Linked DNA regions of Mus musculus: regions 1, 2 and 3 are each linked to region 4. Evidence: chromatin contacts called from public Hi-C, HiChIP or PLAC-seq and Micro-C data. All regions are on one chromosome and are shown on one strand. Each heading gives the region's core, a stretch centred on a gene start, on an enhancer-like site or on the middle of the called end of the contact. The rest is flanking DNA. Distances are from core to core; before and after follow the strand shown. Region 1 overlaps Foxn3 (forkhead box N3). Region 2 overlaps Foxn3 (forkhead box N3). Region 3 holds the start of Ttc7b (tetratricopeptide repeat domain 7B). Region 4 holds the start of Kcnk13 (potassium channel, subfamily K, member 13).

Region 1 (2,700 bases), core at 68-2,567, 580 kb after region 4:
ATATTGGGAGGGGGTGGCTTCTCAGGCTTCTGGAATTCACGGGAGATACTGCTCTGTTGAAAGATACTTGAACATACTTAATTACTCCGAGACCCATCAGAGACTCCAGGTGCCCTCAGCTTTTATGAAATCTGGTGTCTATGTGAGTGCCTGGCACCGTGAAACTGGGAAACCGCCAGGGTGAAGTACTGCGTGGGTTAAGGTTCCCACCAGAAGGGTTTTTTGTTTTTTTTTTTAAATTGTTTAAGTGTGTGTGTGTGTGTGTGTGTGTGTGTGTGTGTATGTGTGTGTGTGTGTGAGAGAGAGAGAGAGAGAGAGAGAGAGAGAGAGAGCGCGTGAGAGCGAGCCCGAGCACACATGTGTGAGGGAGGGAGCTGGATTTACAGGTGATCGAGAGCTACCCACTGTGGGTGTTGGGAACTGACCTTGGTTTTGCTGGAGGAACCATGAGTGCTCTTAACCTCTGAGCCATTGCTCACTGATGCTGATGATGTCAGGAGGGGGGTTCCTGGATATGCAGGAGCCTTCTTCTTTTCCAGGTCCTTAGTTTTATCTGTGAGGCTCAGGGCGTGCCTCTTACATCCCTGGTACTCAGTCTTAGCTATTTTCTCAGGTTAAGCATCTGAGACCACTCTCTAGATTTCAACTCTGTTCCCTGCTTTGAGATCCTTCTGAAAACTTAGAAACTGTCCTCTTTCAAAGAGCCAGGCTGTGGCATTAAACACCTTTGTATAGGTCACTTCTTGGGGCAAGAGAGAGAGCAAGTGTGAGGAAGGAATTCTAAGCTTAGAGTACAGCCAGCAGAGGTCGAGTCAGGACCCCAGAGCTGTTTGCCACTGAGGAAAGTTAACAGGGCCTTTAGCTCCAGTCATCCTTTCTGCACGTTCTAGCGTGCCCGCGTCTCCACGTTTGACATGAAACCACAGCACCCACAAGTAATGTAGCTAGTTCGAACTCTGAACTGTTAAACAGGACCAGCTTCAAGCCTGCAGGGAGACTTAGAGATTATCTACTCCTCTTGCTGCCTTGCTACCAAGCCCTGGATGGTGCCTGTCAGAGCTCACCAGGAGGGTCCACCCGGCTCCCTGCCCCGCCCCGCCTTACACTGGATTCTTGGAGTCACATCCCCCTCCCCCCCAGGGGTGTTGGTTGTCAATCTCAGCAAACACTGATACCTGTTGACAGGGAGTGTTTTGAAGGACTTGAGATTGTTAATTTTCTGAATTGTTGAGTTCTGGCTTCCTAGCTGAGGCAGTGACCTGTATTGACGTGTTTCTGATCAAATGCCAGTCAGTTTTGTGACTTCGAGTTTGTTCCCAGTGAATAAAGCTACAGTTGTGCCCCCCTCCCCCTTTCTTTTTCTTTGGGTGAGCTGGAGGCCTCTGGTGGCTGTTCAAGTGTCAGGCTTAGTGAGTGCTGCCAGGGCCCTAGCCCTGGCCTGTTTACTGGGGGTTTTCTCCTGGATTTGCTGCGTAAAAGGGAAGGCATTCTCGCTGATCCATTGCCCAGTGAGAGTCCCTTGGGCTCTGTAGGTACACTTGTTTTCTTCCCAGGGAGTTCTGCTTTGGCAGTAGGCTCAACCTCAACATGAATGTTTGAACACACCCAAACGTTGGTGAGAACTGCCTCAGATAACAGAGAATGGAGGCCTGGCACATTATACCCACCGAGTTAGCTGCGCCACCTTCTTTGTTTGTTTTAATTCTTTTGGTATGTTTTTGAAATTGAAAAAAGCTTGGCCTAGCAGAGAGGATGTGGGATCCTGTGGGATCCTTGTCCCAGACGGCTTGGAACATGGGACCCTGCTGGATTACTGTTTGGCTAGGCCCCTGGAGAAGGGAGGAACCTTTGAGATTGCATCTCGGTCACCCCAAGCAAGGCATTTAACACTGGTACCACCTCTCAGGCCCCACCTTGGAGATTTGGTTCTGAGGTGGGTTGGGAAAGTTGGTTGTCTGGTGTTTCAAGGTGCTTAGCTGGTCCTGGAACCAGGGAGGGGCCTTTCAGGGTTTTTTTGTTGTTGTTGGTCAGTTTGTTTTGAGAGGGCCTCAAATAGGCAAGCCTTGAACTTGATATTCATCTTTGGGTGACCTTGAACTCCTGACCCTCCTGCTTCCGCCTCCTTTGCTGGTATTATAGGCATGGGTTTTGTTCTTTTTCCTAAGTGTTCAGATTTCATCAAGAATCTTTTTCTCTCAATTAAGTCTGTTTTATCTCTCAAAGTGCTTCAACAGACAGGTTAAATTTGTTTTTGTTTAATCATGGGCATTTTTAGCCAGCCAAAGTAGATAGAATAATATGAATTTGGGCTCCTGTCACCCCACGATCCATGTCTAGAGCTAGGGTTTAAAGGGAATTGTCTGGTTTCGTTCATTCATTTTTTTTTCCCTGTCACTGTTGCTACTTGGAAGAAAATTCAGATCGTGAGTCACTTTATTTCAACATACTTGAGAGTGTAGGAGAATAATCCATAATTTGCCATGCAGCTACAATGCCAGTGTGTCTGTTTGTACCTCATGCCTCCGACTCCCCCCCAACATTAGAAAGGCTTAGATGTCATCTGAGCCAAGTATTCAAATATCCAAGATTGTTAGATGTTTCAATTAGGACCCCCAACATGGCTTATGCAGGGTTGTGGGGTCTCTCACAGGCTTTGCTTGTTTGAGTATATTGCACTTTTTTTTTTCTTTTGAGTTATGG
Region 2 (2,700 bases), core at 66-2,565, 560 kb after region 4:
ATGTTTGCATTGTGATGTTAGATTTTTCAAAACCTTACACCGTGGGCCAACAAGACGGCTCATCTGCCCTAAAGATGCTTGCTCCCGGTTGCTGCGAGCTGAGTTTGGTTCCCGGGGCCCATGTGGTGGAAGAAGAGAAACAACCGACGTGTGCACGCTGTCCTCTCACCTCCACCGTGTCCTCATCCACAGCCACACGCAGACGCCTGAATTGATAAATGTCATGAGACAAAACCACTTATCTATGAGAATGCAAAATGTTAAAGCAACAGAAATCATAGTTTAGTGCACACGTGGGGACAAAGCTTCTGGCCAGTTTCAGTACGAATTTATAAGTGTTCCGCAAGCTGAGCAGGTCGGTGCACGCATTCAGTCCCAATGCTGGAGAAGCAGAGGCAGCTGGAGCTCTGTGAGTTTCAAGGCCAGCCTGGTCTACGTAGTGAGACATAGTGATATCCCACCTCAAAAAAACCTAAACTAAAGTAAAACAACAACAACAACAAAACTTTTCCAAGAAGTAAAATTGACCAAAAACAAAAGAAGAGAAATCCAAAAGCAACTTCCAGGACTCTGGTGGAGAGGCCTTTAAGTTTGTTTGATCTGGAGATGTGAATGTGACTGAAAGCCTGAGGGACACAGGAAAGCCCCCAGAGGGCTGTGGGTAGGACGCAGTGACCTTTGCTATCAATATTGCAGGACTCCCCCATTCTACATTTTTTTTTTAAATGTATTTTTTCTACACTAAAAAAATATGTTTTGTGTCTTAGGCAACAGAAGCGGTGGACAAAGCTTTCATTTAGATCATGCAAGAAACTGAAAATGTGGAAGATTTTCCTTAGAAGAGGGGGTATGGGGGGGGGCAGAGTAAAGTGGAGTCTCCCGACTGCTGCTTCATCCCAGCCATCCCTGCAGTGAGCCCCAGCATCCCTGCAGCGAGCCAGCACTCTGCAGTGTCTAACTTTCCACTTTCACTTTTGATTAGTTAGGGCCCCCATCTGCTGTTATTTGGATATGAGTCTTTTCTGTGACTTATTTTCCAAGGATCCGAAGCAGTTTAAAAATACATAATGTTCAGCGATCTAACCATGTTGTAATGTTAAGTACTTGTTTGGGGACTTAAAACTAAATCCGTCAAACAGATTTGAAACCTTTACAGTGTCTTAAAAAATGATAGCCGGTGAGCAAAAAAGAAAGAGGGGACCACGTAAGCTGTGATCGCCACGCTTTTAGCAGCCACACTAGCAGCAAGCAGTTCGGTTTGCAAAAACAGAAGAGTGACAATTCTTTATTTAATGTTAAACAGGAAACTGAAAGCAATCTGCAGCACCAGGGTGCGTTTTCAAGGAACCTGCTATTTATCAGTGCTGGAAAAAGCCGGCAGACATTTCTTCTATTTGCTTAAGATGATAATGTCTTCGTGAAAATCTTAACCCAAACGTGACCGCCAGAAACAGGGTCTGTTGTATCCGCTGGTTTTGAGGCAACCGGTTCCCCCCAGAACCAAAGGAAATGTAGAAGCAAATTGCAGAGCTCTCAGAGAGTTGGAGAGTTGGGCAGGCACTCATGTTTTGCCCGTGTGTGGGGCTGTCACTTAGCCAGCATGTGTGGGTATGAATATTCTTTCTGAAGACCTGGGCTTCATTTTTAAGGTCAGCCTTCAATTTCGAGAGAATATAATTTGCTGTTATTTTTAGGGCTTTCATGATTGCTCGTAATAACTAATGAAAAAAAAAACAGCAGAGAAATAAATGTGTAACAGCTGTGTCTGCTTAACTTGATTAAAGGCAGTTAAAAAAAAAAGTAAACAGAAGACTAATGTGACAATAGGCAACGGGGACAAGTATCTCTGTCATTGTGAGAAGTCTTACAGACATAACTTGCCTCGAGTCGGAAGGCCGGCCGGGTCTGTGTTTAAAGTTTACTTTACTGTTTGTCTAGTGTGGGATCAGTGTTGGAGTGAATAATTTATAGCCAGCATGAATGAGCTCATTAGTCACCTTTTCAGACTTTAAATGAGTTTTGTGGTTGTCATTACTCGGGCCTTCTGTTCAGCCGCCGAGCAAAATGACAGCTTGGCAGTTGGCTGCCTTGTTGTGGGGGCCGCCTGTTCCCCTTCAGGTCTGTGCTGGCTTTTGTGTTTCATTGAGACCTTGCTTTTCTTGCCCTGTGGCTGGGCCAGGAACACTCACTTTTCAGTCTTATATACTTGAAGGCTCAAAGAGACATTTTGGAGGAAGTTTAAAACAAAACAAAACAAAACAAACGTTTTGGTGGTATCTGCCAGTGAAATGGATGGGCGCTTGCTCTCCCTCTCCCTCTCCCTCTCCCTCTCCCTCTCCCTCTCCCTCTCCCTCTCCCTCTCCCTCTCCCTCTCCCTCTCCCTCTCCCTCTCCCTCTCCCTCTCCCTCTCCCTCTCCCTCTCCCTCTCCCTCTCCCTCTCCCTCTCCTTCTCTCTCTCTCTCTCTCTCTCTCTCTCTCTCTCTCTCTCTCTGTGTGTGTGTGTGTGTGTAGGCCAGAAGTCAACATCAGGTGATGGCCACTGAAACGCTGTGCTCATCAGAGAGAATAGCAAAGGCGCCCACGAATGCCTGTCTACTCAGGGTTTCTACTGCTGCAGTAAAACATCATGGCCCAAAAACAAGTTGGGAAGGACAGGGTTTATATGGCTTACACTTCCAGTTCACAATCTATCATTGGAAG
Region 3 (2,700 bases), core at 140-2,639, 560 kb before region 4:
TGTTGGTCATGTCCCAAGTACTTCTTTCCTCTTGGCCCTTACTGAGTTTCAGTTGCTGATCCTGTAAACCAAGGCCTGTGAGTCTGGTCTTCATTTATCCCCAGGGCATGAGAGAAAAGCCTGCACTTGATAGCTTTGGAAAGCTGGAGGAGACACACCCAAAGAGGATGAACCTGGTGACAGGGTACTGCCCAGATGACAGCTCCATCCTCAGAGGCAGTATTGCAGAGTCCAACACCCCCACTGCCCCTGAAGCCACATTCCCTGACCAACTTTCCCAAATACTGGTCATGTCCATACTTGCAGGCCTTGCCATTGCATGCCTGACTAACATGCAGGCTCCCTATCTCACCAAGAAGAAAGACAGTCTTTCTAATGATCCAGAAGGCCGGGCATGGACTAACCCCCACCCTCCTGACATCATCTGCTCAGCTCCTTGCCTTCATTCCACCCCAGCCACTCTGGCCTTTTTCTAACTCACCAAATATAGTAAAGCCGAGGCCTTTGCTCTGCCTGTAATGATCTGCCCTCCCCACCTCCCATATCCCCCCGACTCTCATCTTTAAAACTGTCAAATATCACTTCAACACCATCCTTAACCAACCCATAACCTAATTTGCTACTTTATTTTGCTTAATTAATTCATTTCCATGAATGGGCTATGAACTTTATACCCACTTTGAAGCAAAGTTGTACCCACTTCGTTCCGTTTCCACAGCCCTAAAACACTACCTAGCTCTGTGTGGGTGACCTCTGACTCTATAGTTACTGAATAAATTACACAAGTGAAATAATGTTCAGCTTAGACACCTGCCCCTGCTCTCAGTTACAAGGTCAAGGCCTGGAAATGCCACTTATGAGTTGGTATTCTCCTCAGAGGGCAAGGGAGCTGGCATCTGGGCTTGCAGCTACACACACACACACACACACACACACACACACACACACACACACACGTCCTCCCTCACTTTCTTCCAACACACACTTAAGGAACTTCGGGCAGGTTCTGGAGGAGCATGAATCTCCACTGCTTCTGGCCACATGATGGGGACGGAGGCTACCTGGGGCAGAGGGGAGCCTGAGGAGGGGCGCAGGCCAGCACAAGCAACCTGCGATGGCAGGGCCAGCCGAGGCAGGCTCGCCCTTCACGCCCTCTCGCACTAGAAACCCCGGCCTTTGGAGCCCCAGAGCATCCTCGGGGTGGCTGCCCTGGCTTGACCCCTCACCGCTCCAGGTTCGCTCCTGAGCACCGTCCCGCGCTCCTCATTGCTGTCCGGCCTCCGCCCCGGCCCGCTGCGGCTCCGGCCCTGGCCGGCAGGGGCCGCTCCTCGCGGCGCCCGGGGCCCCGCCGCGCCCGCCGCCGCCCGCTCCCCGCCCCTTCCCCGGCCGGCGTTCCCGTTACGCCGCCGAGCCGGGAGCCGGAGCCGGAGCCCGCGGCCGCAGCGGGAGGCGGCGCGGGGCCCGGCGGCGGCGGGGCCTGCGGGGCCTGCGGGCGCGCGCCGGGCCGGCCAGGGCGGCCATGGCGACCAGGAAGGCGGGCTCGCGGCTGGAGACGGAGATCGAGCGCTGCCGCTCCGAGTGCCAATGGGAGCGGATCCCCGAGCTCGTCAAGCAGCTGTCGGCCAAGCTCATCGCCAACGGTACGCGCGGACGCACCGGGGCTTGCGGGACCGCCGCGGCCTCCGGGGCTAGGCCTGAGGCTCCGGGCGCGAGCAGGGGCGCGGCCGGGCGGCGAGGCGCAGGCCGCGCGGTGTGCGCGGGCCAGGCCCTTGGGGAACGCGGGGTCCTCCGGTCACGCGGCGTGCGGCTGGGCGGGCGGGCTGTGCCTGTCGGAGCCTTGGAGTCCTGACGTGCAGGCTGGAGAGGTTCACCGACCCCAGAGACCGGAGGCCAGCCCCGGGCTTCCAAGAAGTTGGAGCTTGTGTGTGTGTGTGCGTTTGTGTGTGTATGGAGCCCCCCGGGACATACCTGTGGGCATCTGGGGACCACCAGAGTGTGTGTGGTGTGCTCAGGGGTCCTGTGATGGAGATGTTGTGAACATATGGTAATCAAGGGCCCCAGGAGGGAGCTCAGACTTGGAGGGTGTCAGGGGTGGCATTGGCAGGTTGGGATTTGTGTCTTGAGGTCAAGACAGTTGGGTGTCAAATCTGCAGACCCAGAGAGGATAGGGTGGAGAGTACAAGGGAAACAGAGTCAGGGAGTCTGGGAGAAGGTTACTGGGCAGGAAGATGAGACTGTATTAACAATGAGGGAAATGGAGCTGATTGGATGAGGGGCCTGGTGCGCCCAGGAACCAGGATCTGACTTGGGAAACCTGGCGGCTGGACTTGGCCAATGACCCCATTTGCTGAATTGGTTCTTCCAACCCATCAAACCAAAACTGCAGCCAAAATCACATTCCAGAGCGAGACTCCACGTGGCCTTATTTGTTTTGGAAGCAAGTATGGTTAATATTTGCTTGTCTTTTCGTACGCGCCAAAACCACAGGCAGGCACTTGGAGCCTGGGCAGAGAGGGCAGAGGATTTTGTCCTCCTTCACCTCTGGCTTCCCAAGACTGTCTGAGCAGGCGTGGGACAGACAAATCACAGAGGGAATGAATGAAGGACTGACACTGCTCATTCAAGGAAGGACATGTGTACTCTTTTCAACCTTCACCCCGAACTACCCAGAAACGGACAGGGAAATCTCATAGCCTCTTT
Region 4 (2,700 bases), core at 122-2,621:
CCTTAGCCTGCTCTGCGTGCGGGCTCGCCCATGCCCGCCGCGCGTTCCCCAAGGCGGCGTGGATCTCCCGGCCGCCGCCGCCTCCTCGGTGGTTCCTGTGTAGCCAGCTCCCCACGTCCGCCTGGACTCGTGGTTTCGAATCCGCTTTGTCGTCGCCGCCTCCCTGTCCTCTCTGGAGTTCTCCTTAAGGCTGAAGACCAGAGGGTCGGGACACAGAATCTGCTTCGACTTGGTGCGAGGGTGCGGGCGACCCGGGTTCACCCGAGCTCCTAATTCGGCTCAGATTGGGGAGGGGGCGTGGCGTGCCTTCAAGGCAAACTCCCTAGAACTTGAACTCCTCTTGAAGAAAAAAAAGGTCGTGGGTCCAGAGAGAATCGGCGGGTAAGCTTCACATCAAGGTCCGGGTTCCTCGGAGCATTGCTTTCCAAGCTGTGATGGCTGGGATACGGGCTGTTCTCTGTCTTCGGTGCCTCTCCAGGTGGATCTGTGTTGCGTATTAGTGACAATGTTCTGCCGAGAGCCTCTATCCACCAGAATAACCAGGGCTCAGAGGTCGGAACGGGTTTGGGGCAGACGCACGGACGCAGGGACAGTGCGAAGAGGCAGATCAGCCGGCTCGGATCTCTGCTGGGCACACAGGCTCCACGGCAGCACGAGGGCGGACCGCTGTGGGGAGGAGAACAGAGGGGGAGGTTGGAACAGTGAAGGAAGTTAGAAGCATCCTCCCAGGGAGCCTTCCTTGACTTCCCCCATACCAGATCGCCCTTGGCCTCTAGGGCCTGCACCGGGCGTTCTCTGTCCACACGTGCCGGCCCTGCCAGCCCATCTCCCGGAGAACCGGCCAAGGACAGCGGCCAGAAGAGTTCCATCTCTTTCACCCGGTTTTGATCGCCTCGGCTCTGTAGTTCTTGCGCAGTCAGTGGCGCTGAGCTGAGAACTCCAAGCTACAACATGTAAGCCGGCAACAAGGTTCTTTTGTGAACCGCTGGGGCGCCCACCCAGAGACCCCCAACTTGCCATGAGCTCTGGAGCCGCCGTCGCCTTCGCGTCTCACCTTCCCAAACGCACCTGCTCTGTGGAACAGGTTCAGGATGGTTCCTGGCTTCCCTTCTCAAGTGGCCTTGCCCTGCCCAGTGGGGCTGAGAGCAGAAGTCCGTGCCCAGAGCTGCCTTCTCTGTGGAGTGCTCAAAAACTGCAACAGGTGGAGCTCTGCAGCTGCCAACCGAGGCGACTCCACCCGGTACCCGCCCCTTGGCCTCAGGGCCAGTCTCCTGCTCAGGTCTCCTCCGCTGGCGCTCGCCTGGACCTCTAAACAGCGATGCTTCTACCAGGGAGTGCAGATCCCTGGAGTGGTTGCTTAACAGATAGGTCGAGAGCCTCGATGGTCTGCGTGGGTTCCTCTCAGGCCAGAAGAGGGCGCTGCGTGCCCTCCAGACACACCTGGTTCCCAGCAGTTTAGCCACAGGGGATCGAATATAGCTGTGTGAAGGAATGGATTCATAGCCACCCACGGTCTAAACAGAATTTCTCCGCCTTTAGAGAGAGAGAGAGTGGTCCCAGGAGACCCACCCACGATACTAGCCAGAAACAGAACTAGAAAAGCTTGCAGTTCTGTTGAATAGATGCAAATGATTTTGGTGAGAGTAACTAACAGACCGTTTATCTTGCATTGTGTCTCCTGGGGAGGAAGAACTTTAGAGGGTATTGAGTTCACACCCAGGGTGAGTAACCCAATTACCTTTACTAGTTTAAGAAACATCTCAAGTACATCAAAATCGAATGACGTTTACAATGACACAACACACCACCACCTAGATTCTACAAGTGACAGTTTACCAGGCTTGCTTATATTTACCCATTCCTTTCTAGTCACCAACCCACTCAGGATGCACTTTGAATGGTTGTAGACACCCACACACTTTCACCCCATCTCCAGCCAGTATTGGCCATTATTAAGAGCTCTATCCTCGGATTTTTGCTTTTGTGGTAAAATTTGCATGCAATGACATGTCATTGTACCATTAGGTGAGTCCTGATAACTTTGGGAGCCAAACAATGGTGGCCTCCCTCCCTTATCATCTAAAAGCCACCAAAGGATTAAAGCTCCCACAAATATCTTCCCAGTAAATCCCCACCCACATTCCTGCAGAGGTAGCCACTATTCTGATTTCTTTTTCCACCATGGAATATTTCTCCTTTATAGAACTTGGTTTTGTTTATTCAGGTCTCTGTATTCATAAGAACCAGTTATGTGTCTTGTGTAAAGTGTGTTCCTGAAGTGTACCGACTGACATCATTTCAAACTAGCTTTTTCTAACCCACAACAATGCAGTGTCCACATCCTATAGACTGTTGACAGAGCCAGCCATTTTATTTTTAAGCCTTCTGTATACAGGCACATAAACTTATCTCCTTGGGGTTTTGTGTTCTCTGGACACCTTGTATATTGGACTTTTGTAAATGGTTGGACTATTTTGCCCACTTAAAAGCTTGGTTTTGGAGCTGGGGAGATGGCCAAGTCAGTAATGTGCTCATCACAGTGTGAGGACCAGAGTTCAGCTCCCCAACACACATACAGAAGGATGAGCATAGCTGTGGACTTTTGACATCCTACTCCTCCTGAGCAGGTAGGGCCAAGTGGAGCTGGCTAGCCACAGTTCCGTAGCCAAGTCAGTGAACTCTCGGTTCAGTGAGAGCCCC

The links. A called contact is a pair of places that touch in the nucleus more often than the background predicts. HiChIP or PLAC-seq counts read pairs in DNA pulled down with a chosen protein or histone mark.
Region 1: a contact with region 4 is called in a Micro-C map of embryonic stem cells, with 3 times the contacts expected there. The contact joins the enhancer-like site here to the promoter of Kcnk13 in region 4. A contact is called at or near these places in 11 of 39 promoter capture datasets (the C10 cell line, cranial neural crest, embryonic stem cells and 7 more), 1 of 15 datasets of contacts at CTCF or cohesin (pro-B cells), 7 of 484 Hi-C or Micro-C datasets (LSK cells, the N1E-115 cell line, embryonic fibroblasts and 2 more) and 9 of 115 datasets of contacts at active chromatin or transcription factors (embryonic hindbrain, embryonic midbrain, embryonic stem cells and 6 more).
Region 2: a Hi-C map of LSK cells shows a contact between it and region 4, with 5 times the contacts expected there. The contact joins the enhancer-like site here to the promoter of Kcnk13 in region 4. A contact is called at or near these places in 7 of 39 promoter capture datasets (the C10 cell line, embryonic stem cells, hippocampal neurons and 3 more), 6 of 484 Hi-C or Micro-C datasets (LSK cells, embryonic fibroblasts, embryonic stem cells and 2 more) and 9 of 115 datasets of contacts at active chromatin or transcription factors (embryonic hindbrain, embryonic midbrain, embryonic stem cells and 6 more).
Region 3: an H3K4me3 HiChIP or PLAC-seq map of embryonic stem cells shows a contact between it and region 4, with 2.6 times the contacts expected there. The contact joins the promoter of Ttc7b here to the promoter of Kcnk13 in region 4. A contact is called at or near these places in 4 of 39 promoter capture datasets (embryonic stem cells, pre-B cells and stem cell-derived epiblast-like cells), 1 of 115 datasets of contacts at active chromatin or transcription factors (embryonic stem cells) and 1 of 9 other capture datasets (embryonic stem cells).

The regions. Positions count from the first base shown.
Region 1 is chr12:99,385,003-99,387,702 of GRCm38.p6, reverse strand. The region is part of intron 2 of Foxn3 (forkhead box N3); the gene reads left to right. Among named protein-coding and RNA genes, the nearest start is that of Gm51999, 5.8 kb to the left of the region's middle. Within about 2 kb of position 1,317, at least 52 of the 459 cell types and tissues checked have an H3K27ac peak or open chromatin away from gene starts, as enhancers often do. A contact at or near this core is called in embryonic stem cells, extraembryonic endoderm stem cells and trophoblast stem cells, where this site is marked.
Region 2 is chr12:99,405,771-99,408,470 of GRCm38.p6, reverse strand. The region is part of intron 1 of Foxn3 (forkhead box N3); the gene reads left to right. Among named protein-coding and RNA genes, the nearest start is that of Gm51999, 15 kb to the right of the region's middle. Within about 2 kb of position 1,315, at least 152 of the 459 cell types and tissues checked have an H3K27ac peak or open chromatin away from gene starts, as enhancers often do. A contact at or near this core is called in LSK cells, embryonic fibroblasts, memory CD8 T cells and 2 more, where this site is marked.
Region 3 is chr12:100,519,511-100,522,210 of GRCm38.p6, reverse strand. It overlaps Ttc7b (tetratricopeptide repeat domain 7B), which reads left to right and starts at 1,389. Exons shown (of 20, transcript NM_001033213.1): 1 at 1,389-1,640. The coding sequence starts at 1,520.
Region 4 is chr12:99,963,170-99,965,869 of GRCm38.p6, reverse strand. Kcnk13 (potassium channel, subfamily K, member 13) reads right to left here and starts at 1,371. Exons shown (of 3, transcript NM_146037.2): 1 at 1,069-1,371; 2 at 1-666.